Regions from separate parts of the Sus scrofa genome. Here regions 2, 3, 4, 5 and 6 are each linked to region 1. A link is a contact called in public Hi-C and targeted proximity ligation data. All regions are on one chromosome and are shown on one strand. The core of a region is the stretch at or near the end of the contact, and the rest is flanking DNA. Distances in the headings are between cores, read along the strand shown. Region 1 holds the start of RHOB (ras homolog family member B). Region 2 has its middle 42 kb from the start of HS1BP3. Region 3 has its middle 63 kb from the start of HS1BP3. Region 4 has its middle 83 kb from the start of HS1BP3. Region 5 holds the start of PUM2 (pumilio homolog 2). Region 6 has its middle 65 kb from the start of RHOB.

Region 1 (4,126 bases), core at 486-2,985:
CACCTGCACAAATAAAATCGCAAAACAGAACAGTGTTGCCACTTTTTTCAAGAAAAGAAAATTAGTGGTTTCTTCTTCTCCTTGATTTTTAAAAGTTATCATTTTTTTAAAAACATCAGAAGTAGATGAGGTTACAGCGTACAAGTGTGGTCAGAATGCTACTGTCTTATGCAAATGACAAGTGCATTAAGTGTCAAACAATGAAACAATTGTGCAAAGAATTCTTTCCAAAAAAAAAAAAAAACCCAAGTTTTCGCCTTTAAATAAATCAAATAACATCAGTTTCTTGGACTGAACAAATTTCACTTGTAGGACAGGCACAAAGTTCGCTTATGGCAAAAAAACAACCTGCAGCACACTTTCCCTCCTCCTGCCTGTGGCTGATGAGGGGTTCTCCCTGGCTGGCCCGCAGGAGACATGAGTCTGGAAGCTGTGTCCTCTCAGCCCCAAGTCAGTTAGTTGCAAATGTCTTTCCCAGGAGTTGGAAAGATGGCCAAGTCTTGTTCGTGCCTGGATGGACGCCTGACCCAGGCTGGGCCGGAGCTGTTCTCAAGTCCTGTCACTCCACCCACCGCCACCATTAAATAACACCATCCTACCTCCGAAAATAAAATTATATCTATATTTATATAACACCCCATCCACCCCAGCCCTCCCCTCCCGCAGTTCCCGTGGTCTATGTTACAGACAGGGGCATAGCAGGCGCTCGCTGGTTATGGGAGAACATCTGATGATGGGGCGCGGCCGCACCCCGGGGCCAAGCTCGCCTCGGGGTAGCAGAGGCGGGCGTGGGGCAAAAACGGGGCGGGGGGAGTTGAACATACACACAGCCACACCCTCCGAAGAGGCTTGGCTCTTCAGAACAGGGTCTTCGGGGATCCCTTGGCACTCAGCGGGGCGCCCAGGCCTGTGCAACACAGCGGGACGCACACAGACACTTGGAAAGGGGGCGCCCGGTGCCTACCGCGCCGATTCCCGGCGCCAGAGCCACAGCCGCCAGGCCACGGCTGCGGGTCCGGAGGGCAGACGCCAGGCCGTCCGGTGGGGTCCGTGGGGGGGGCGCGGGTCTCCCTTCTCCGGCCTCGTGGGGGACCGGCCGGGGTGGGGGAGCCGTGCCCGCAGGGGCAGGCAGGCGGGCGCGGCCCTCATAGCACCTTGCAGCAGTTGATGCAGCCGTTCTGGGAGCCGTAGCGTTTCTGCAGCGCGGCTCGCGTGGCCGTCTCGAAGACCTCGCGCACGCCCTCCTTGGTCTTGGCAGAGCACTCGAGGTAGTCGTAGGCTTGGATGCGCACGGCCATGGCGCGGCCGTCATCCGTGCGCACGGGTTCCTGCTTCATGCGGGCCAGCTCAGTGCGGACGTGCTCGTCGCTGCGCAGGTCTTTCTTGTTGGCCACCAGGATGATGGGCACGTTGGGGCAGAAGTGCTTCACCTCGGGCACCCACTTCTCGGGGATGTTCTCCAGGGAATCCGGGCTGTCCACCGAGAAGCACATAAGGATCACGTCGGTGTCCGGGTAGGAGAGCGGCCGCAGGCGATCGTAGTCCTCCTGGCCCGCTGTGTCCCACAGCGCCAGCTCCACCTGCTTGCCGTCCACTTCGATGTCGGCCACATAGTTCTCAAAGACTGTGGGCACGTACACCTCAGGGAACTCGTCCTTACTGAACACGATCAGCAGGCACGTCTTGCCGCACGCGCCGTCGCCCACCACCACCAGCTTCTTGCGGATGGCCGCCATGAGCGGGCCGGGCCCGGGCAGCAAGAGGGGGCCCGCGAACGCCTCGCTGCCGTCCCGCTGGCCGCTCACTGCTCACCTCGGGCTGCGCGCTAGGGGCAAGGGTCGCTAGCTGCACCCAGGCCCCGGGGTGGCGCGTTCTCTCGCTGTGCTCAGGAAGCCGCGGCGTGGGCGGTAGGGGCGCGGGAGCATAGGGCGCACCGTACGTCTCCGCGCTGCTCCGGAGCGGTGGCGGCCCTCCTCGCCCCGGATCCGGGGTTGGCGCCTTTGTGCGCAAACGGTGACTAGAGTAGCAGACCCGGCCTAGCTTCCTCCCGGGTCGCTCTAGGCCTCAGCAAAGGTACAGGAAAACGAACGAAAGCAGGCAGACTGCGGTGGCAGATGCAGGCTGCGGCCCTAGCGCCCGCTATTTAAAGAGTTCGGCGACTTTCTTAATATAGCCGCCCAATGGCAAGCGAGCCGACTGAGCTCATCGCTGCGGAGCTTGGCTCTGATTGGCCGTCCGCTGCAGCCCAGGGGCGGGGCCGGGCGAGCTTGATTGACGGCCCAGGCCGCGGGGCTGGGAGAGGCGGCGACCGGGGAGCGTGCGCCGCGGCTGGCGCTGCGGGGCTCCGGCGACACCAGGGTTCCCTCCTTCGCCGCAGCTTCTGCGCGTGGGGCGGGAGGCCAAGAGCTAGCTACCAGGAGCCCGCAGGGCCTGGACGAGAGGTTCAGAAAGAAGCCGCACTTTGTGGGGCGTTAACGACTCCCTCCCACTCAAAATTGCCGCGCTGGCTTCGCAAACTCCCAGCGGGTGGTCGGACCTGTGGGGGACCGAGCGGTTCCTTTAACTTGGTTTTGTTTTTAAGTGAACGCGCGCGCACACACACATTCGTTTGTTCCCAAGCAAGGTCTTTTCCCTTTTCTTTCAGAAGCGGGCCCACCCCTGGTCGAGTCTGCCATCCCTGTCCTTCCACCAGGGTACCCGCCTAGAGCAGCCCGGGGTTTGGATCTTAGAGATGGTGGCTGTAAATTAGGTGACCCTGGGCCGAGCTTCTGGCTCCTCCAAGTCCTATCGCCTACCCCCTTCTCGGCACCCAGCCTAGGTCTTTAGGTAAAGATTCGGAGAAGGAGGGACGGTGAAAAGGGAAGGTCGAGGTTGGTTGCAGAACTTGAGGTCCGCTGGGAAGAAGTTACCAAGCAGAAAAAGGCAGCCTCAGCCCTGGATTTCAAGATTAATTCGGATCCTGGTCATAAGGCAGAGAACTGCCTGAGGTAAACAGTACAATAAAATCCAAATCCCCACCCCCACCCCACTGGGCTAGAAGAGGCTGAGGTCCCCCTGGGGAGTAGCAGGAGAAACTTGAAGGCTGGGACATAGCAAATCAGTGTCTAGTGGGGTGCTAGCTCCTAGTCTCCTGCTATCCACCAGGACTTAATCCATCTCTTCCTTGTATCCTGTAGGAGATGGCACCTGTGTCTGATCTAGAAGCTTCTGAGTGGATGGGTCCCAATGGACAGAAGGGGTGAGAAGAAGGATGGAGGTAGGGAGGGAGGACCACCCAAGGAGGAGGAAGAGCTTGAACCAAAGCAGAGATGTGACAAAGAGTAGGACAGATTCTAGGAACAGAGAATAGCTTACTGGGGCTACCCTCAGTGGAAAGAGAGAGTTGAAACTCAGGAGGCAGGCCAATCATGGAGGACAAGTACCAACTACACAGGTTGGGCCATATCCATTCTAGAGGCAAGGGGATGCTTGTTGGTTTTTCAGCAATGGAGAGACACACTACATCCTGATGAGGTTATTGTCTCATATTTCTGTGTCCCCCTCTGACGAAAAGCTGTTGGAGGGCCTGGATTCTGTCTATCACAGCATCTTGAAGACCCAGCACAATGTCTGACCCTATGCAAGAATCCATAAATGACTGTGGAGAATTGAGCTAAACGCTCATGTACTCAGGTGGAACTTGCTGGGAGTCTCTTACCTCAAACTCCAGACTCTGCTTTACCAACCACCCGATCAAAGCAGGCCAGCCAACTGTAGCGGAGCCACGGTGTTCCCACATATGATTCATATGTTGAGACGTAGGTCCCCAAATGGACACTGCAGATATAACCAGGTCAAATAAGACATGAGTGCCACTAACCCCCGGAATCCATTCTCATTCAAATGACCAGAAGTGCTTCCCACATTGGCTTAGCTCCACTACAATGCCCACTGTTTTTGCTTTTTTATTTTGTTTTTCCAATCTAAGGAACTGGACAGTCCACAAGTAGATAATTTTTCCACAGTGGGAGAGCGTAAGGGTGTTTTGATCATTTGTTTAGGGCTTCAATCCGGAAACTTTTTCTTTTCTTTTAAATTTTAGTTAGTCTGTTAGAAAAATCTTATCTAAATTTTTCTTCCTTTAGTC
Region 2 (4,126 bases), core at 728-3,227, 120 kb before region 1:
TGCTCAGGATAAGCCACACTTCTGGAACGGGGGTTATAGGCTCAGTGCGCAGCCTCAGTAAGTGGGCACCCCTAGTGACAGCTTTCAGAGGGTGAAAGCCTGTGCCTCTTTGCTAACTCAGCAAATAGCAGCAGCCTCTAAATTGCTTTTTTAGTAAAGCTGGGTTCGCTTTCTCCAGCCCAGCTAGCCAATCACGTCTACTTCCTCACATGCCGAGCTCATTCAAAACCACTAAGCATTTAGTGCACCTACTGTGTGCGGGCACTGTGACATGTGAGAAAGGATCAGGAGGGGAGAGGCATAGAAAAAAATGCTGGTCAGCCCTTCCAGTCTAGAAGCTCCCCATGGCACTGGGCATCAGTCAGCTTGGTGAAGAAGCTCATACAAGGAGCCACACAAGCTCGTGAATAATGCAGTGCAAAGCAGAGGCAAGTGATGGAGTTCCCGCTGTCGCTCAGTGGGTTAAGAACCTGACTAGTATCCATGAGGATGCGGGTTAGATACCTGGTCTCAGTTAAGGATCCGGCGTTGCTACAAGCTGCAGCTTGGATCCCATGTTGCTGTGTTGCTGTGGTGTAGGCTACAGCAACCGCAGCTCCGATTTGACCCCTCGTCTGGGAACTTCTATATGCCATAGGTACGGCCCTACAAAGAAAAAAAAAGGCAGAGGCAGGGAAGGATAGTGTAGGACACACAGCTCTGGTGCTCAAAGGACATGGGACAGGAGATATCAGGCCAGCATGGCCAAGGGATATTTCCTGAGCACCTCCTGGGTGCAGTGCCTGTTCTAGGCATGGTGGAGGGCAAAAATAGGAAAAGTGCCACCAGAGCCAGATTTGCCATGAACGTGCCACGCCCCTAGGTCCTGTTCCGTTCTTTGGGCCTCCTGCCCACACAGCAGACACAACTCCTCCCATGCAGCCACCCCTGTCCACCACCCCCCCAGCGCACACAGTGTACACGCAACCTGAGCCCGGCTCCTGGTCCCTGCGTTCATTTCCTAGGGCAGCCGCAGCAAGTACCAAAAACCAGGAGGCTTTAAATAGCAGGAAGTTACTCCCTCCCAGTTCTGGAGGCCAGAAGTCCCTCTGATGGTTGCGGGCAATCCATGCGGTCCCTGGGCTTGCAGCCGCATCGCTCCAGCCTCCACCTCCGTCTTCGCCCGGCCTCCTTCCTGGGCCTCTGTCTTCACGTGGGCCTCTCCTCTGGGTCTTCTCTGGGTCTGTGTCCAGTTTCCCTGTCTTGTAAGGAAACCAGTTGTTGGGATAGGACCTCGTTTTACCTTAATTACATCTCAAAACCCTGTCTCCTTTACACTAAGGTCCTGTTCACAGGTTCATGGGGACAGGAATTTGGGGCAGGGTGGGTGGGGGACACTGTTGCAGCCAGTGCCGTCCCTGAGGGTCTGGTACCTTTCAGGAGGCTGAGGTACTTGAGTGAAGAAGTCATGACTTCCTACCTCCCGTATCAGCTTCTGGGCCTGTCAGATACCATCTGGTATCAGTGGTCTTGGGCCCTTGTGATCACACAAAATTTAGGAGAAATCACCCCGCCGGTGACAAGAGTACAGAGACTTTGCACACGGCTTGTGTCCAAGAGTGGGAGTGGGACACGCTGAGCATGTGACTTGTGGGGCCCCAGGGCCTGACCCATGTGGCCAACGTGTGGCCTGGCCCCCCCACAGGGCCATCATACCCAGGGCAATGGCAGGCCCTGCATATCTCCTGTTCCAAGCTGAGGCAGGTGGCATCCCGTCCCATCCTATCCAAGCCGTGGTCTCCGTGATGTCCCTGCGTGCTCTGGGCATGTTTCAGCCCCGCCCTGTGGTCCCCACTCCCTGTCTGAGTCGGGGAGGGAGCTGGGACAGAAATACCTTTGTTGGACCCTTGCCAGGCGCCACGGTTAGATTTCACTCACTGCAGCTGCCACCAGAAATATGGAAAGCTCTTCTCTTCAAATCTTGGCAGGAGCGACTCTACAGCAATGCATGGCACCAGCTGGAGGGTCAGTGACACTTCGAGCTGTCCCCGGGGTGGCCCTGCCCTGGAGAAGGTCTGTCTGGAAGGGCCTGGTGGTTTTCCAGGCGTCAGGCCTCTGAGGAGGTTGGAGAAGATTCGCCAAAGCTGGCGATGGACAGGCTTCCAGAGTGTGAGGGCTGCCGGCGGACTCCCGGGTGCCGAGGGCCCTCTGCCCCGGCCTTCTCAAGTGGGCTTTCTTCCCTTGGCAGGATTGCTCTTGGCTTCTCCACCTGTGTGTTTCTGTTTTTCCTTTTGGTTTAATAGCCACTTTGCTCATTTCCCCCTCAGAAGTGTTCTCGGTCCCAGAGGGCAATTTTTTTAGGTTAGAAAGTAGAACAGCTAACTTCTTGTCCACCTGTTTCTCAGACACCAGGAGTAGCAAAGAGGCTCAGCCTGACCCAGTGCTGCCCTGAAGGCTCCTTTTACTGCCCAGACAGTCTAGGGTTCCAGTCAGGCTTGGCCTGGTATATGGGTGGCCCTAGGATGGGAACCCTGGCCCCACAGACTATATAAAATAGGAATGGAAAATGCTGCAACACATTTGGGGAAAAGCTTGGCAGTTTTTTTAAAAGTTGAACATAAATTTACAAGACACCCCAACACTTCCACTTCTAGGAATAGACCCAAAGGGAAAGGAAAACCTATGACCACACAAAGACTCGTGCACAAATACCCACAGCAGCTTTATTCGCCATGGCCAGAAAGTGGGAGCAGACACCAAGTCCATAAGCCAATGAATGGATAAGTAAAATTGGGACAGGGAGTTCCCGTTGTGGCTCAGTGGAGACAAACCCAACTAGTATCCTTGAGGATGCAGGTTCAATCCTTGGCCTCGCTCAGTGGGTTAAGGATCTGGCGTTGCCGAGAGCTGTGGTATAGGTCGAAGACATGGCTTGGATCCGAAGCATAGTCCATCAGCTGCAGCTCTGATTCCATTCCTAACCTGGGAACTTCTATATGCCTCGGATGCAGCCCTCGAAAATAAATAAATAAATAAATAAATAAATAAATAAATAAAATTGGGACAGGCACACAATGGAACATGATTCAGCAACAAAAAAGAATCAAGTGCTGACACATGCCACAATACGAATCAACCCCAAAACCATCACACTGAGAGAAGCTAGACGCCAAAGACCACATACTATCTGACTCTGATCTGAAAGTTCCAGCAGACAGATCTACAGAGACAGAAAGTAGTAGTAGCTGCCTTCGGCCGGAGGTGGCAAGTGGATTTTAGGGGGGTAGGGGGGAATGAGGAAGTGTTCGAAATGTTCCAAAACTGGTTTATCGTAATGATTGCACAATTCTGTACGTTTACTGAAATCATTTAATTATACACTTGATGCGGGTGAATTCTTAAATTATACCATTAAATTACACCTCAATAAAACCGTTAAGGAAATTAATGACTGGAAAATGAAACAAACAAATACAAAAATCCATGGGCAGCCGCGTGCGGCAGCTGGAAGTGTGAACCAACTCCCGGCTCTCCAGCCTCCTAGCTGTGTGGTCCTGGGCCGGTCACTGACTGTCTCTGTGCCTCAGTTTTCTCACCTATAAAATGGGGATGATATTTGTACCTGCCTCAGTAGGGTAGTTAAGGGAGAAAATTAATCAATATTTGTGAAGTTCTTTGATCATTTCCTGGTTCGCAGTGCATGTTATATGTGAATAATCAAAATTCTGCGGCATCGTTAGCGGTTTATTGTGCTATAAGGAATCTGAGGATTCAGATGCTCACTGCCTTCATCTAGGAGTGAGAGCCAGACCTTTGGGTGGAAAGGGAAGGCTCTGGGGCTTGCAAGGAGGGTGGGTGTAGGAGAGAGGAGAGGCTGGGTCCTTTCCAGCTGCTTGGCTTCTCTGAGCAGCAGCCCGCCAACCGCGAGAGGCTAACACAGCCGGCTTCTGGGCCTCAGCAGTGGGGACCACATGCAAAACCATTGGGCCCTGGTGCTGAGGGTCCTGGCCCCCGGGGACTATGGGGGGTGACCAGGGCCCTGGATCTGGATGGGCCGGGGCAGGCTAAGGAGGGAAGGTAGATGGAATGTGCTGGAAAAGATGTCATTCTGATGAAGATTCCTAATAACACCCGCAGGGCAGTGGCC
Region 3 (4,126 bases), core at 1,165-3,664, 100 kb before region 1:
GACCAGCATGTTGGGGGGGAAAGAGCCTCTGGGTCATCCTGTGATGACCGCTGGGTGGAGAAACTGGAGCGGGGAGGTTTGGGCTCCAGAAGCGGCTTGTTCTCCACCTTCGAGGCGGCCGTGCTCTCTTCTAAAAGATGCCTGCTCTCTCCCGCCAAAGAAAGGAAACTCCTCTTTGGAAACTTCTTAAACGTAACGTGTCTACAAGTGCAGACCATTTGTGGGGGGTTAGACCCACTCCAGGGTTTCTTTCTGTGCTTCGGGGCAGGATGGTCCTGGCTCCTTCCTCCGTGGCCAGAATGCCTGGGGGCCTTGCGGGTCAGCGGATCCCTCCTCATGGTTTAGCCATTTGTCCACCGTGGGCCCACTGGAACCCTATTCCCTTGGAGCCCAAGCAGCAACCCACTGCTTGCTTCCATAGTGCGTGGGCCAAAAGAGCGCTCCATGGAGGGTTCCCTCAGTTCGAAGCCAGGATCCCAAGTTCTAGCCCCAGCTCTGTCTCTTCCCAGCTGTACAGCTTTGGAGAGTTTTCCTTCTATGGACAGAAGCCTGTAACACCCACCTTGCAGGGTTTGTGTGAGGATTAGATAACTGTACCTTGCGCAACACCTGGCACACGGTAGCACGATGACGCTTGTTCATCTGAAGAGAATGATGCTGCTGCCCCAGGGAGCAAACCAGATGTGTCCACACAATCCCTGCGGGAGGGAGCAACGTGGCAGAGGTGGCTGAAGTGCGGTGCTGGGAAGAGAGCCAAAGGGACTCCAGGACTTTAACTGTTATTTCTCTACTATTTGGAGATACTAGATTCTTAGGCCTTCAAAGCATCAAAGGATCTTAGGAGAGGAAGTTTGGTGTTGTGGCTGAGAAAAGGGCTTTGAAGTGGGGAGCTGGGTTCTTCCCAGTTTCTGGCTCGGCCACGTCTAACTGTATGGCCTTGGGCAAATTACTTTTCTTCTCTAAGCCTTCGTTTCTGCATCGTAAAGTGGGGCTATTAGCAGTTCCTCTTGTAGGGCATTGTGGGGATTAAACAATATAATAGCCATAAGATGAGGGCAAATATATAATTCTCTTCCAGAGCAGGACACTTCAGAGAGTGAAAGGAAGCATTATTAATAATTGTCCAGGAGTTCCTGTTGGGGCACAGTGGTTAACGAGTCTGACTAGGAACCATGAGGTTGCAGGTTCAATCCCTGGCCTTGCTCAGTGGGTTAAGGATCCAGCGTTGCTGTGAGCTGTGGTGTAGGTCACAGACGCGGCTCGGATCCCACGTTGCTGTGGCTCTGGAGTAGGCTGGTGGCTACAGCTCCTATTAGACCCCTAGCCTGGGAACTTCCATGTGCCACGGGAAGCGGCCCTAGAAAAGGCAAAAAGACAAAAAAATAAATAAAAAAATAATAATTGTCCAGCCCCCATGACCATCGCAGGCAAACCAGGGCACATGGCCATGCTGTAAAGAGCTTAGCACAGTGCCTACTTGAATATGACAGCAACCAGTGATGCTGGAGCATGTGGGGTCTGGGTGGCCCATCTCCGAGATGGGAAAAGAGAGCCCTGGCTTGAGTGGGGGTGAGGGGTGAAGGGAAAGAATTGTCAGCCCCACTCTGAGAGGGAAGCCAAGGAGCAGCCAGAGCCTCCCCAAGCCCTCTGTACCGTCCGGGAGGTTGTCTTTCATGCAAGGAGATGGCAGGGAGCAAGTTCCTTTCCCAGAGTCACCGCAGGGGAAGCTCTGCTTGGACTGGCCCCTCTCCACCCTCCGTCTGTGGCATCAAGCCAAGGCCAGCTCTGGACAAGGCAGAGGCCTCGGTTCCAGCCTGAGTCCGGCCCTCCCCGCCTCTGGTCCTCCGGGGCCCACGCAGAACACGTCATCACGGTAGCTCGAGGTCACAGCCTTGCCCCCCTCATCCTTGAAAGAGCCCCTGCTCCCTCGCCCCTAGCCAGCGGGATGGACGCGGAGTGAACAGACGTGGTCTGTGCAGTCTCTCTTGGGCCCTCAGCCACCCTCCCAGCCGTCAGCATAAACACATTCCTGAAGCCAGCAGGAGCCAGGAGTGACTCAGGCCTCAGGAATGTGCAATCTGATCCCCTCTCTTGGGGGGCAAATTCCTTATCCCCGAGGTGGGCAGCTAGCTGGCCCGAGCCAGGAAGCCCTGGAGACCTCTGCTCCTTCTGAGGGACTGAGCCGCCTGTGTCAGGGTCTGGACAGGCTCTGAGGGAACAAATTCTTATGGCTGTAGCATCTTGGCTCTGCTCCCCCACTTTGGACCCCCAGAGCCTTACAGTGTCGGGGTGTGGTGTGGGAGTGGAGTTAGGGCTAGGGGACCCCATTCCGTGTTCAGATTCAGTGCTCAGACCGCTGAAGCAGGCAGTCTGAGTCAGCAGGGGTGAGAGGCAGACACAGGTACCCCCGTCCTTACCAGGCCCATCCCCTGAGCAGTGAGAAAGAGATCCCTCTAGAGAACAGCCTCGCTCCTCCTGCTAGCCAGGCTGGGCTCAGGCATTCTTGGCATCCTCCACCCTCCACCCCGCCCGTACCCCCCCACCCCCCCACCCCAGCCCCCTGGGATACTGCCTACTATTTTTTTTTTCTTTTTAAGTCCACACCTGTGGCATATGGAAGTTCTCGGGCTAGTGGTCGAATCAGAGCTGCAGCCATGGCAACACTGGATCCAAGCCCCATCTGCAACCTACGTGGCATCCTTAACCCACTGAGAGAGGCCAGAGATCCACCTCCCATCCTCACAGAGACATCAGGTCCTTAACTCGTTGAGCCACAATGGTAACTCTTGTTGGCTACTTTTGGGGGCAGCAACTGGGAGGCTGAATCTCCGGGTTACTCTGAGGGCAGGGGTTTCTGGGGACACAGCTGTGTCCTGATTCAGTGCCACCAAGCGAGTTAATGGGGAAGCTCTTAAAATCACAGAAGGAATCCTTCATTTGATGGCTCCGAGGGTGGGCATTGGCTCAAGGAACTAGACATTGATTCAACCTAAGTCTGTGAGCCAGGTACCAAATATGGAAAAAGAAATCCCACGTATTGGAACACAGATCAGAAGATGCAGGAGCTTTGGCTAGAAGCAGAGAGCTGGGCAGCCTGCTGGGGAGCCCAGTCCTGGGACTAGACAAGACAGTGTCACTCGCCATTCCCGTTCCTTCGGAACACTGCCCTGCCAATTCCAAAGAGTGACCAGCCCCTCCCACCACGGAAGATGGGGGTGGGGGCCGCATCCTCTCCTCGCTCTCGGGTTGGGATATGCTCTTGACCAGTCAAACCCTTCTCCCTGGGGTGTAGACTCTGGAGTGGGTGAAGCAAGCCTTCAGAGAGAGGCTGGGAGGACTGGAGATTCCGGCAGTGTCCATCCAGGCTGGCAGATCCCAGCAGTGTTCCCTTGGGGGACACTGTCCAGCTGGGCTCACCCCTGGATCCTGACTTTTCCCAGCCTGGTTCTCTATCCTTCCTGATAAGTCAGTGAACTGCCTCATACCCTTCCATGAAAATCCTTCTCTGAGTAAGTTAGCCAAAGCTGGTTTCTGCTGTTTGTATGCAACAGACCTGCAGGCACCAAGGCCTGGGGCATGAGAGAGCCGGGCTCAGGATGGCTCAGAGGGGCATCCACAAGGCCAGCGCCCCTCCTGGGTTGCATTTGCCTTGCTTTAAAATCTTGCTTGCTTCAGGTCTGAGCAGAGGGTGGGGGAGACTGAGGGTCTTAGTTCTGGGGGGAGGAGCTGCCCCGGGGAGCCCTCAGGTCAGGCTGGGAGTGGCAGGTGAGGCAGAATGGGGGAGAACATGGAGGCAGGTCTGGCAAGTGGCACAGGGCTGGGACTCCTCCTCGGCCTCGTCAGAGTGGGCAGGTCGGTACCCCATCCAGCCCACAGCTTGGCAGGCACAGAGGGGTCAAAAGTAGCCCAGGCACAGAGAGGGCAAGCCGTTAAGAACTGGGCAAGGAGGTGGGTGGGGCAGGCTCCCAGGTGCAGGGCCCATGGCCTCCCTGGCCACCAGCTCTGTGCCTTGTCTCTCAGCAGGGCTCAGAGGCCTAAAGGAGGGATTCCAGGCCAGGCACAGGCACTGGAGGTTCTGTCCCTGCCCAGAGGGTCCCTGCCTGGTCTGAACCCAGTGGTGGGTTTC
Region 4 (4,126 bases), core at 926-3,425, 84 kb before region 1:
CACAGCCCTTAACAGGCTTTCCTTCGCAGTGCCCTGCTGAGCCTGGCCTCAGTCTAGTCGGGATCTGCTTGACTGGCCAGGCCAGGTGCCCCAAGCTTATTCCAGCAACTGCGCCTTAAGTGGGCTATGGCTTGGCCTGTGGAGAGGACTTGAACCCAGGGGGTGCCCACACTGGTTTGAATCCTAGCACAGCCGCTTACCAAGGAGGCGACCTTTTCCCGGTGATGTCAGCTCTCTAAATCTTAGTTTTGTCATCTGTAAAATGGGCTAATAACATTCCCCAGTCAGAATTATGAAAAGGATTAAGTGAATATAGGTGATGGTGGCCCGAATGGTTTCCGGCACAAGCAGGCCCCCAATACGTATGAATTCCACGGTGTCAGGAGATTCTGAGAGCGAGACAGAGCAGGAGAAACTCCATCCCTATCCTCAGGGCCCCAGGGGGTGGAAGGGCAGCGAGGAGACCCCCCAGGAAGAGGAAAAGGAGACCTGAGAGGGGTGTCTATGCCCGAGGGCAGTATACTTGGGGGCCCCACCCACCTCCTCTTCCTGCTGGGCACACAGGGACCCAAGCGACTCGGAGAGCACTGGGACAGCCAGCACAGCAACGCGGACAGCTGGGGGGCTCTCCTGCCCTGCTCCACCTGCTATGGATCCCTGGGCAGTTCAGAGGCTGGGCTGGAAAGGAGGGCACTTGGCCACCCACGGAGGTCAGTCCCACACTGTCGTGACTCTGAGGGCCCCACACAGGCACAGGGGAGACCGCAGAGGGTGAGGAGTCCTTGACGGTTATAGCGAAACAGCTGCAGCTCAACCACAGGGAGCAGAAGTCTGGCCACCACGGGAAGGCCTCCCTGAGCCTTCTGGTCAGAGCTGCAGAGGGTCCCCATCCTGGGAAACCAGCCTCGTCCAGCCCTGAGGGCTCAGGGTTCCTGGCAGGCAACAGTCACTCTTGTTAGCTGCGTGACCTGGCAAGTTAAACTTTCTTCGTTAACAGGATTCTCAGAAGCACCGCGCTCAGCCGCGCAGCCTGCGAGGGAGCCAGCACAGGGCCCTCACTGACAGCTGGCTCTGGTTTGACTCTTCCTTAGGAGCCTTGGCCTGGGGGGCAGAGAGCACCCCAGTCCAAGCCATGGCTCTGAATCCGCTCACTGTGTGGCCTCCAGCCGCTCTCTGTCCCTCTGGCAGGCTTGCTGCTCTTGCCTTGACCCGGAGAGTCCTGCTCCGCGCAGGGGGATTCTGGTCAGCGGTTCCACATTCCCCTTCCAGAGGGACAACTGCCCCTGGAATCAGACGCGCATGGCATGCCGGGAGAGTCCCATGGGCATGACTGGCCTGCCTAGGGAAGGAGACCGGTGCCTGCTATTGCCTATTCCAGATGCCTATTCCAGCCTACTCTCAGGCTGCCATATCTATCAAGACCAGGCCCCGAGGGGGCCTTCTGGACACCCCTGGGTCAGGGCATGGTGCGTGGCAGGAAGGCCTACTCTGTCAAGGTCAATAATTGTGGAGAGGGGGCTGGCAGGGGCCAGGGCATTCAGAGGTATCTCTAAGCTGTATGACAAGTGGACAGGGGTGGCAGGAAGCAGTGGCCTGGGACAGGTCTGGTCAGTCTGGTGGAGGAGCCATCACGGTGGGATGAAAAGCTGCAGGCCAGGGGCTGCAGCCACGGTGGTGGCGGGCCACACGGGAGTGTGCATGCAGTATGTGCGGGCTGCTAGTGATCAGGATCCTGGGCTGGGCGTGGCCCTGCCCCCGCTGTAATCCCTATTGGCAGCTGGCACTGGGAGTGGGTGGCTAGCCCTGCTCTGGGCCTCCCGGTCTTAGGCCCCTGTGGGAGCCGGGCAGAGGGAGAGGCCTGCCCTCCCCCTGGAGGGCAGGCTCAGACGTGAGCAGCTGTTCTTGGCTGGACACTGTGGCTCTGCACCTTCCCACCGAGAACGCTGGGCCTGCTGCTGGGAGGAAGTGGGAGTGAGCCGCTCTCTGGAGCTCCAGTTGCAAAATGAGCTCAGGACAAGGCCACGATCTGAGGCTGGCCTGCTGCTGCTGTCCATCTCCTCTGCCTGAGCCCTCAGACAGCAGGATGCAGCCCCGATGGAAGTGACACACGGCTCCTTGGCCTGAAGGTGGCAAGTGTGGACCTAGCAGGACGGGAGAGCAGCGATGTCCTTGAGCTCTATTTCTTGGAACCTCAGATGAGCTCAGGATCTCAGACTTCAGAGTGCATATGACTCACCCGGAGGGCCTGGTAAAACCCGGATTCCTGAGAGTTCCCACCGTGGCTCAGTGATCACAAACCCGACTGATATCCATGAGGATGCGGGTTCAATCCCTGGCCTCGCTCAGTGGGTTAAGGATTCCGATTAGACCCCTAGCCTGGGAACTTCCATGTGCTGTGGGTGTGGCCCCAAAGAGACAAAAGACAAACAAAACAAAACTATACCCACAACGGAGACACCCGGGTCTGACCCTCAGAGCTTCTGATCCAGCAGGTCAAGAGTGTGGCCTGAAACTCTGCATCCCTAAGATGCTGCCAGCTGGTGCTGATGCTGCCGACCCCACACCCACGAAGAACGGTGCCATCTAGGCCTTTGATGCTCAGAGTGCGCTGCTCAGCCTAACAGCCACAGCACCACCAGGGAGCTTGTCAGAGGAGCGGAATCTGCCCCTCCGCCAGCCTGGGCGTCAGAATTTGCATATTCACAAGAGCCCAGGATCACCTGGGCTCATTCAAATTCACGGGGCAGTGGCACCGCATCGCCCACTAGAACTTTCTGGGATGAGAGAGACGTTCTAAACCTGCGCTGTTTGACACAATGGCCACCAGCCACAGGTGACAGGTGGGCCCTTGAAATGTGGCTGGTGGGACTGAGGAGCTGAATTTTTCTTCTATTCAATTGTAATGAATTTTAATTTAAATAGCCACGTGTGCCTAGTGGCTTCCATTTGTCACCACGGGTCTGGAGTAACCCAGCTCCAAGGACCTGTAGAAGCTGTCATTGTGTCGATGCAGCAAAGGTTCAGAGAGGGATCAGAACCTGCCCGAGGTCTCAGTGAGTCAGAGACAGGGTGGGACCAGGGCTCTGAGACCAGGATGTCCCCCTCCTCACGGCACTGCCACCGGAAGTACAGAAGTCGCAGAACTCCGTGAGAGGCGTGGAGCAGATAAGGGGGAGGCAGGAGGGGGACAGAACGAAGGGTGACCCCCAGTTTGCTGCTTGGACGCTGGGTAACAATGGTGCCCCTTGGTGAGACATGGCCGCAGTGCCGGGGGAAGGGGAGGATGAGCTCAACCCCAGAATGTTCGAGAGTGAGGCCTGTGCGGTGGGCAGATGGAGGTGTCCAGAGGTACTGGCGGGAGCCCCACGGGGAGCACAGGGTGGGGGGGCATAGAATGGGTCTCCCATGCTGTGCACATCTGCTGTCCCCCCCAGGGCTCCTTGGGACAGGTGCCTTCAGCCCCCTGAGGCTCCCCTGGGCCCTGCCCATAGCAAGGGGTGATGTCTGCCAGCCAACCGCCCTCCCGAGTACCTGTCCCTTGCTGGGCACATGTCATCTGCAGCTTAGAAAAGCCCCTGGAGGTGCCCCCTCCCTGTGCCTCTGACTTAACCAAGTCTGCCTGGGGCCCGCTTGTCTGACGGCCAGAGGAAAGGGTGAAGCGAGGCCAACACAGTGAATCCTCACGGCGGAAGTTCTGCTTCCAGAGGCCCCTTCAACACCTCCACACTCACCAAAAAGAGACCCATAAAATGACTCTCCCCACACAAATAGAAAGACTATTTCTGGACCTAGATAAAGGGTAAAGTGGCAGGGCGCCACGGATCCAAGGAGGGCCAGGCCTGGTTACTGGCAGCCCTGAGGGGACCCAGGGCTGGAGGGCGGGCCAGTGGGGGCTGTGGAGGTGGGTCAGCTCTATGCCAGGGGGGCTGCTGAATCACAGCAGTGCACCCCGCAATGGCCCACCTGAGAGGTGGTGAGCTCCCCATCATGGTGGGAGCCCAAGCGGGACTAGAAAGCAGCTGTTGGAGAGGCTGCAGAGGAGCTCCAGCCCCAGGAAGGGGCAGCACCAGACGGCATCTCCCATCCTTTATTTCCCCAGATTCAATCAGTATATGACCCTTGTTCC
Region 5 (4,126 bases), core at 829-3,328, 82 kb after region 1:
GCTTCCATATGCCTTGGGTGCAGTCATTAAAAAAGGAGAGAGAGAGAGGGAGACTCTAAATGGCAAGGACAAAGCATTAAACCAATTGCAGCCCTGTCTAAAGCTTGAAGCCTTGTGGGACTGCACAGGTCACATGTCCATGAATCTGTTCTGTTTTACGGGGATATTAAATGAGACATGGAAAATGCTTTAGAGCTTGCATATTGAAAGCACTAAATAAATAATAACTATGGTATACATATGGCTTTTAGTTAGAACTCTTGGTTGTAATAGAAACTCTTTATTTAGCTTAAGCAAAAAAGCAGCAGTATACGAATCAAGGCATTTGTTTCAGAACCCAAGGAAAGAGGCTGCCAACAAACTATAGGAACAAAGAGAAAGAGAAATATCAGAGCTTTCTTCTCTCTCAACTCCACTCTGTAGGTTTTCTGTCCATATGGTGGGACAAGTCAGCCCAGAGAGCCCAGGTTTAAGAGACTTCTCAAGGGGGGACTGGGGTTTCCTAGTCCTAATTCCAAATTCTGAGGGAGTGCCTCTGACCAGTACACCTATTTTCATGTGGACTAAGCAACAGTAAAGACTCTTGCTATTATCAGCCCAATGGGAGGAGAAGGCAGACAATATGTACCTCAGTGACTTCCATACTTGATTACGGGATATTTCTTTTTCTTTTTGCCTTTTCTAGGGGTTGAATCGGAGCTGTAGCTGCCGGCCTACACCAGAGCCACAGCAACGCGGGATCCAAGCCGCGTCTGCCACCTACACCACAGCTCACTGCAACGCCGGATCCTTAACCCACTGAGCAAGGTCAGGGACCAAATCCGCAACCTCATGGTTCCTAGTCAGATTCATTAACCACTGCGCCACGACAGGATCTCCTACGGGATATTTCTTAGAGGAACACCTCTTCTTACTGAACAGAACACACCTGGACATTGCAGTGTGGGTAACAGAGTGAAGCTGAAAGCCAGGGTGAGTGCCAGGAAGGAGATTTTCATTTTAGATGGCAGTCACCAGCTGGAGGTAGTGACACTGAACACAGTTTCAGGAAGTCTACATAAAAGCCTGCTACAGAAATCCAGACCTGCAGGGTTCCCCGCCTTGCTCAACGAAAGGAATGTGACTGGCATCCATGAGGACGCAGGTTCGATCCCTGGCCTCGCTCAATCTGCTAGGACTCCAGCATTGCCCTGAGCTGTGGTGTAGGTCGCAGATGTGGCTCAGATCCCGCGTTGCTGTGGCTCTGGCGTAAGCGGCTACAGGCGGGTGCGGCCCTAAAAAGACACACACACACACACACACACACACACACAGCCCGACCTGGGTAGCAGCGCACGCGCACGCACACACACACACACCCCGACCTGGGTAGCAGCGCACACACACACACACACACACACACATCCCGACCTGGGTAGCAGCACACACACACACACACACACACACACACACACACACATCCCGACCTGGGTAGCAGCACACACACACACACACACACACACACACATCCCGACCTGGGTAGCAGCCAGAGTGAGCATCACTGGCCTACAGAACCACCTGAGCTTACTTTGTTTACCCGGCCAGGCACCCAGGGGTGGCAAGCTGCTGAGCTAGTTCCATTTGCCCTCGGAGCAGTCCTCTTAAGGGGTTCACTTTTCCTCCCCAATGCGTCTCCACCGTCATGGTGCGGGGAGAGGGTAAGGATGACACCTAAAGGCCTAGATTACTGAGCCATTCTTGTGAATGCCAGCACCCGGAAAGCGAACTGCGAGTACACCACGAGCGAGGACGCCGACACCGCGCAGTTAAGGGAGAACAATGAGCTGTGGCCCAGGAAGCTGAGGGTAAGCGAGTTCAGAAGTTGAGGCCCCACGCGGTAACACAGAGACCGAAGCAGCGTAGATCGGAAACACCACTCCCGCGATGCCCTAGCCCGGCGCGCGCTCCCGCCTGGCACCGCCCCGATGTCAGAGCCGGCTGCAAGCCCGCAAGGTGAGGGCGGGGGAGCGCAAGCCGAAGGGACGGCCGAAACGCGCGAGCGTAGAGAGCGTGCGCACGCGCAGTGTTCTAGCTGGCCGGCGTGCAGAGCGCGGGAGAAGCGTCCGAAGCCACAGCGAGGAGCCGCACCTCGGTGAGCGCCCCCCTTTCTCCCGGAGTGCTTTGCGCGCGCCCGGTGGGCGGGGGGGAGGGGAGGGGAGGTGGCGGTGGCAGCCATGTTGTTGTGAGACTGTGTCTCACCCTCGGTACTTCGGTGGTTCGGAGGAGGAGGGGGAGGAGAAGGAGGTGGGGTGGGGGGGAGGGAGGTAGGTGGAGAAAGAAGATATTGCCGCCACCGAAGGCGGAGGAGGGGAGGACGGCCAAGAGCGACGCCGCCGTGTGCCCAACGGTCGGTGTCCCCGGCTGAGGCAGCGCGGCCGCAGCAGCCCCGTAAGTCAGTCGCGTTTGCACCCTCTCCCGTGCTCTGACGCCGCGGGGCTGGCTCCCCGGGTATTGTGTGACGGCCTTGGCGGGGGCAGCCCTCCGGTTGGAGGGCGGACGGGGCCTGCGGGGTGCCCCGGACGGCTGCGGCCTGGGGCCCGCTCACACAATGCAGGGGGAGGGGTGCCGGAAGGGGGTGTGCGCCCAGCGGGGGGGTTGCTCTCGGCTTTCCCGCTTCCTTTCCTCCCCCACGTCTCAGCCTCGCGGCGCTGAGGGGGCCCGCCCGGCTCTTGCTCGGTTTCCGCGCGTGTGGGTTTAGAGACCGAGCTGTTCGTCCTCCCAGCTCTTGGGTTCGGGACCGGGAGAGAGGCCGGGTGGATCCGGAGGAGCTGCGAGTTGCAAGTGGGCGAAGAGGAAGGAGTGGGTTTATGAAAACAAGTGTGGGAATTCTAGAGGACCCGAGTGTGTCCAGGAAGAGCTTCCGGTAGACAGGTGTGCTTATGAAAGAAACGGCGACTTGGGTTTAATGTATTAGGTGCCATTAGTAAGGAATGTTTTGTTTTTGTTGTTATTGGAGCCGATTTTGATACTCGGGAAGATATGTAAATTAAAACTAAAGAATAGATTAGAGGCTTCACACATTTTTAGCGTTCGTTTTGTATCTGAACTGGGTCATATTTGGGGAAAATACATTTGTTAGAGTTTTATGCTCAAACACGCGTATAAAAGTTAGTGTTAATTCTGAGAATATAGCTAGGGAAACCGACCTAGCTTTTCATTATAACACATTTAAGCATTTGGGTGGGACATATTTGATGTGTAATAAGACAATCATGTTAAAATCTGGACTTAGTACTTTCTGAGATTTTTAACTTAAGAAAACTAGTTACAGACTTTTGAAATAAAGGTTTTTTTTAGGGAAAGCTTAATTAGAAAAATACTTTTAAATACGTAAGAGAAATATAATACTTGTAAAGGTATCATATGTAAAGTTTTAATAAAGGGTGTTACCTAAGGATTTTAAAAGCTTGTTTACTGCTTAGATTCCTGTTTAATAGGTGACTCTTCACCATGTGACCTGGAGCATTGGAAGATGATTTAAGGATTTCTGGCTAGGGATCAGATTTAAAACACACAAAAGTTTTAATTGGCTAAGCTTCTTTTCTTAGTCTTTAATATCTTGCTTTTAAAAAAATGATTTGCTTTATCTGCACAGTTGTCATAAGTAGTTGTCTGCATTTCCTTTATTTCAAGAATGTCTTTAAAGCCCAATTTTTGGTAAAATTGAGTTATTTAGATTTGTCTTTTCGTATTCTTGAGGGTGGTTTTTATATGCAGAAAACTTCTTTAAAAATTGAAGTTATTTTCAGAATTCTGATTCTTAAGTTTTTAAAGTTCAGCTTTTTTGTAAAGTTCATTTTTGTTTGCTCGAGTCGAAAGCTTTTATCTTTGAGTTAGACTTGCTATTAACAAACTTAAACACTTCAATTTAAACTTAAATACATGGTTTTCTTAATTTGAGTCTAAAGTTCCGTTAGATGTTTCAATATTTTAATACGATTTCAGATTTTTTAAAAAGTCTAATTACTGCCATGTTTAAATTGGTCTTACAAGGTTGTCACTTTAACAGGCTATGCTTGCAAGCTAAACAATACAGTCTGAACACAGATACTAATAGTAGGATTTTGTTTAAACTTTCCATGCTTTT
Region 6 (4,126 bases), core at 579-3,078, 65 kb before region 1:
CGAAGCCACTTGTGGACTGAGGAGAAGGGTTTGGCTCAGTTACAGGGGTCAGCAAAGTTCTGTGTTCCTGAAGTGGCATCTCACCCCGGGACTCGGGCCCAGGGCCGCTTTGAGGTGCCAAGGGCTTTGACTGAGCGAGTAGCTCTGAGGAGAAAAAATGGCAACAGGCATCCCTTTATTGACTGTAAGGTGCCCCTCCTGATGGAGGGACTGGCTGGGGCTGCTTCCCGCTGCGACACAGGGAGGACTCCTCTGTCAGGAACCCCAGGGGGAGCGGCCTCAGATGCGCTTTCTCTCTGGAGAGAGGCTGGCGTGTGGAAATCTCCAGGGCCAGGGCTGTTTTAGGACACACAGACCATCCTGTCACCTGCCCTAAGGAAGGGGCCATGGCTTTGACGGAGCGATGATGCTTCTCTCTTGCTAAGGGGTGCTCCTGTGATGTCTACGGATTCCCTTCAAACACGGGGCTACCTAGACACGCCCAGAGGCGGCCACCACCTTTGGATGCAAGCGAGTGTGACAGGAACACACCGTCGTGGGCTGGGCTGGCTTTGTCTCACTGTCATTTGACAGTGTCTTCACAATCTCTCTTCTCTTCCGGTGAGGGAGTTGCTCAGGGAGCAAGGGAACCTCCCCAGAGGCTCATGGCCCAGCCTCCAGAATGGGATCCAGCCCTGGCCTGCTTGACAGGGTCCAGGCCTCAGCCACTTCCCCTCTGCAGTCCCTTTCATCAGGAACTTCACGCCTCCTGGCTGCTCTTGCAATGCTCAGGATTAAAGAAAAAAAATCCTTCAAGTCTCCGTCAAATGCCCCTTCCTCCAGGAAGCCTTCCCGGTCTGCCTAGCTGTGCCCCATGTAACCTTCTGCTCCCTTCCTGGGCTCTTTTCACACGTGTTGCTGAGGAGTCGTTTGTACCCTCAGTCTTGCCACCTTGAGCTCCTGAGGGAGCCCAAATGGTCTGAGTCTCTCGTCTCCAGGCCCCTCTGCCCACCGCACCCCCCCCCAAACACTTTCAGCATCAATAAAAGAGGATGGCTCTGGCTTGACTCCCCGTTCCCAAAGGACAAACACAAGGAACTGAGAGAGACTTCAAACCAGGATCCCCTTCACCTCCAGGGAGGCCTTGGCAGGGGAATCTCCTGGATCAAATTACTTGGAAAAGGAGGCGAGTATATGACACAGGTGCGCTTACCAACAAAGGGCTCGGGGAGCAGCTGAATGGCGGAAGGTCGCCCCGGTTCCCTGCAGCGCTCTGTGCCAGCCACGGGTCCTGTGAGCCTCCTCCTGACCCAGCCCACTTCCTCAGGCCTGCCCCAGACTGCTCTCAGCTCAGGGCAGGAACCTGGTGGGTTGTCACCAGTGGACCACCTGCTAGCGTCCCATTTCTGAGAGGGAGCTGGTCGACAGCTTTCTGGGACTTCTAAGAATAAATGCGGGGGTGGGGGGGCATTGCTTTCTAGATCACTCGGTGTTTTACTGGAAACACACTGGGTTTTTGTGCACAATCACAGCCAGCACCCACAGGCAGAAATCACAGAATGTTCTGGCTGGGGGGGGTGGATACACTTTATGGAAAGTTACACTTTCCTGGCACACAGTGGTCACACAGCCCTCACTGGCCACGGTGGCCGTACCCAGAGTAGCGAGATGGGTCTGAGCCTGGACTAGGGCCTTGAGCTTTGGATCTGCCTTTCCAACCCGAGGCTCTGTGACGAGCAGTAGTGTCCAGGCTGGGCTGGACTCCAGCCAGGATCTCCCACGCATGGCTCACCTGCCAGTGCCTAGGTTGCCCAATGCTTGGCTCCAGCCCTGCTTTCCGTTAAGTGCTGAGGACCAGAGCCCATGATGGCCACACCCACGATGTCTGGGAGCTCACAGTGCCGGCAAGGGTGGCCACCCCAAGGAGACCACCCCTGGGACGGTGGGTGTGGCACCATCAATGAGGAACGTCACAGAGGTGGGAAGAATCCTGAGGCCACAAACAGGAAGTGTCTACAGAGGGGTGGGAGGGGTGGGGAGATGGAAGCAAAGCCCCGGAAGGCCAGCAGGATCCTCAGGGGGCCCGAGGAAGCATCTGGAGGGTCTCTTCTGGGATGTGGGTGGTCCCTCCAAAGACAAAACAGCAACCAAAGAAACCACATCATGGAGAGTGGGAGCTCGGGGTCGGGGGATGATGTCTTCCAAGAAGGCCTGGGATCTACTTCAGGTCCTGTCGGTACCCTGGGGGCTGCAGCCTCCCCAGTTTCATGCAGCAACACCCCCAACATGAGTCACCGAGACTCCTCCCCCCAGCCCTGCCCTCTGTCTGTAGGAACTTTCATCTTGCAAGCAGATGCCCTGCCCCCCCAGAGAATGACATCACCAAGCGTGCCCTCTGTGCTGTCACCTGACACTCCTAGAAGCTCAGAATGTCCTGTAGCCTGGACATTGCCACTGCCCCCCACCGCCACCTGGGAAGCTGGATGCCCATCCCTTCTGCCTGAGTGAGGGGGCAAAAAACAGAAGCTGGAGTCCGACAGATGCCCGGTTCTGATACACAGGGGAGGAGTTGACCTCTCTCAGTCTCAACCTCCTGATCCGCAAAATGGGGATAAGCACACTTACCTTGCCTTGTAGGGAAGTCAAGCCGAACCACCTGCTCACGAGAAGTCAGTTTCCGGTTTGTCTCCTCCCCATCCTAAACTTTTACTTCTTTCCCCAGTCATTGACTGGGAACAGGAGCCCTGCTGGCAGCCTGCCCTCAGGACGCATGGCCAGGGCAGGCTGTGACCACTGTGTGCCAGGAAAGCACTTCTCAGGATGCTGAGGTCCCCGTGCCCAGGCCCACGGGCGCGCAGAGAAGGCCTAGAAGTGGAGCCATTGCAGAGAGGGAAACCAAGACGCGCAGAAGGGAAGGGGCCTGGGGTGGGCTGTTTGCGAAGGAGAACACGGTTATCATGGGGTGAATGGGGTGAGGGGTGCAGCCGGACCAGCGGCCTCCCCGGCCCCCTGGACCCGCCCAACTCCACGCCCTGGCATTTCCTGGGCAGAGCCAGGGACCCAGGACCACGTGTGGGCCCAGCTCTCCTTTGTAGTCCAAGTCTTGCTTTTGATTTTTTTTTAACTTTTTATTTTGGAATAATTTTAGCTTTAGAGACAAGTTACAAAGACAGTACAGAGAGTTCCCATACGCCCATCACCCGGCTTCCTCTAACGGCAACATCTTACATAACCGTGGAACGTTTGTCACAACTCAGAAACTAACGTCGGGACAGTATGATTAACTGAACTGCAAACTTGACTCGCATTTCTCCGGTCTTGCCTTAGTGAACATTAATTGTCCTTTTTTCCCTCTTCCAGGGTCTAATCCCAGTGACCACACTACCTTGCTTGTCACGTTTTCTCAGTCTCCTTCCATCTGTGACAGTGTCTCAGTCTTTCTTGTTGTTCATGACCTTGACAGTTTTCCAGGTTTTTTTTTATTGTGGTGAAATATATACATTTAACATAAAACTGCCATTTTAACCACAAGCATACAATTCAGTGACAATGATGATATTCACAGCGTTGTGTCGCCGCTATTTCTAAACACTTCATCGCCCCAAACAGAAACTCTGTGACCATAAGGCAATATCTCCCCCTCCCCCAGATGCCTCTTGAAAAGCTCAGCGGGACCCCCACCCCAAACTACAGGAAAGAGGCCTTGTTGTTCCCGACCAGAATCAGAATCAGTCCTTCTAGATCCCAGAGCTGCGCAAAAGCCAGTGAGAGACATCTGAGCATCGGACCCACATCCGGAGTGGCCAGCCAGAGGCCAAGGGGGGCCCTGTGTTATGGTCCCCCTGGGGGCACCATCCCCAGTCCCTGGCAAATCAAGTGCCTGCTAGGGAGGGGGAGGAGTCAAACACCCACCTGCCCCGCATCTTCTCTAGAAACAGTGCTGCTTTCTAGCAAAGCCTTCCAACCAAGGTACCCCTTCCACACATCTGCCCAGAGCCCTCGGCTGAGGCCCAGGCAGCCAACACTAGCGTTTCTCTTCTGGGGGCCCACAGGGGGCTCCCCTGGCAGAGCTTCCCACACAGAGGCCCCCACTCCCCACCAGCTCAGCCCTGGTGTCCATCATTGCAAACTGCAAACCTGTGGGGGA

What was found. A called contact is a pair of places that touch in the nucleus more often than the background predicts.
Region 2: a targeted proximity ligation map of skeletal muscle shows a contact between it and region 1. A contact is called at or near these places in 7 of 47 Hi-C or Micro-C datasets (embryonic fibroblasts, epiblast stem cells, fetal skeletal muscle and 4 more) and 2 of 2 datasets of targeted methods (alveolar macrophages and skeletal muscle).
Region 3: a targeted proximity ligation map of skeletal muscle shows a contact between it and region 1. A contact is called at or near these places in 12 of 47 Hi-C or Micro-C datasets (embryonic fibroblasts, epiblast stem cells, fetal liver and 7 more) and 2 of 2 datasets of targeted methods (alveolar macrophages and skeletal muscle).
Region 4: a targeted proximity ligation map of skeletal muscle shows a contact between it and region 1, with 3 times the contacts expected there. A contact is called at or near these places in 10 of 47 Hi-C or Micro-C datasets (embryonic fibroblasts, epiblast stem cells, fetal heart ventricle and 4 more) and 2 of 2 datasets of targeted methods (alveolar macrophages and skeletal muscle).
Region 5: a targeted proximity ligation map of skeletal muscle shows a contact between it and region 1. A contact is called at or near these places in 4 of 47 Hi-C or Micro-C datasets (embryonic fibroblasts, epiblast stem cells, heart right ventricle and 1 more) and 2 of 2 datasets of targeted methods (alveolar macrophages and skeletal muscle).
Region 6: a Hi-C map of liver shows a contact between it and region 1, with 6 times the contacts expected there. A contact is called at or near these places in 1 of 5 promoter capture datasets (liver), 16 of 47 Hi-C or Micro-C datasets (adipose tissue, embryonic fibroblasts, epiblast stem cells and 8 more) and 2 of 2 datasets of targeted methods (alveolar macrophages and skeletal muscle).

Annotation. Positions count from the first base shown.
Region 1 is chr3:117,773,725-117,777,850 of Sscrofa11.1, forward strand. It overlaps RHOB (ras homolog family member B), which reads right to left and starts at 1,736. Exons shown (of 1, transcript NM_001123189.1): 1 at 1,146-1,736. The coding sequence starts at 1,736. The coding sequence ends at 1,146.
Region 2 is chr3:117,649,179-117,653,304 of Sscrofa11.1, forward strand. No RefSeq gene overlaps it. Among named protein-coding and RNA genes, the nearest start is that of HS1BP3, 42 kb to the left of the region's middle.
Region 3 is chr3:117,669,482-117,673,607 of Sscrofa11.1, forward strand. No RefSeq gene overlaps it. Among named protein-coding and RNA genes, the nearest start is that of HS1BP3, 63 kb to the left of the region's middle.
Region 4 is chr3:117,689,561-117,693,686 of Sscrofa11.1, forward strand. No RefSeq gene overlaps it. Among named protein-coding and RNA genes, the nearest start is that of HS1BP3, 83 kb to the left of the region's middle.
Region 5 is chr3:117,855,852-117,859,977 of Sscrofa11.1, forward strand. PUM2 (pumilio homolog 2) reads left to right here and starts at 2,079. Exons shown (of 22, transcript XM_013996320.2): 1 at 2,079-2,131. It overlaps LOC102158392 (a long non-coding RNA gene), which reads right to left and starts at 1,976. Exons shown (of 3, transcript XR_302627.3): 1 at 1,568-1,976.
Region 6 is chr3:117,708,668-117,712,793 of Sscrofa11.1, forward strand. No RefSeq gene overlaps it. Among named protein-coding and RNA genes, the nearest start is that of RHOB, 65 kb to the right of the region's middle.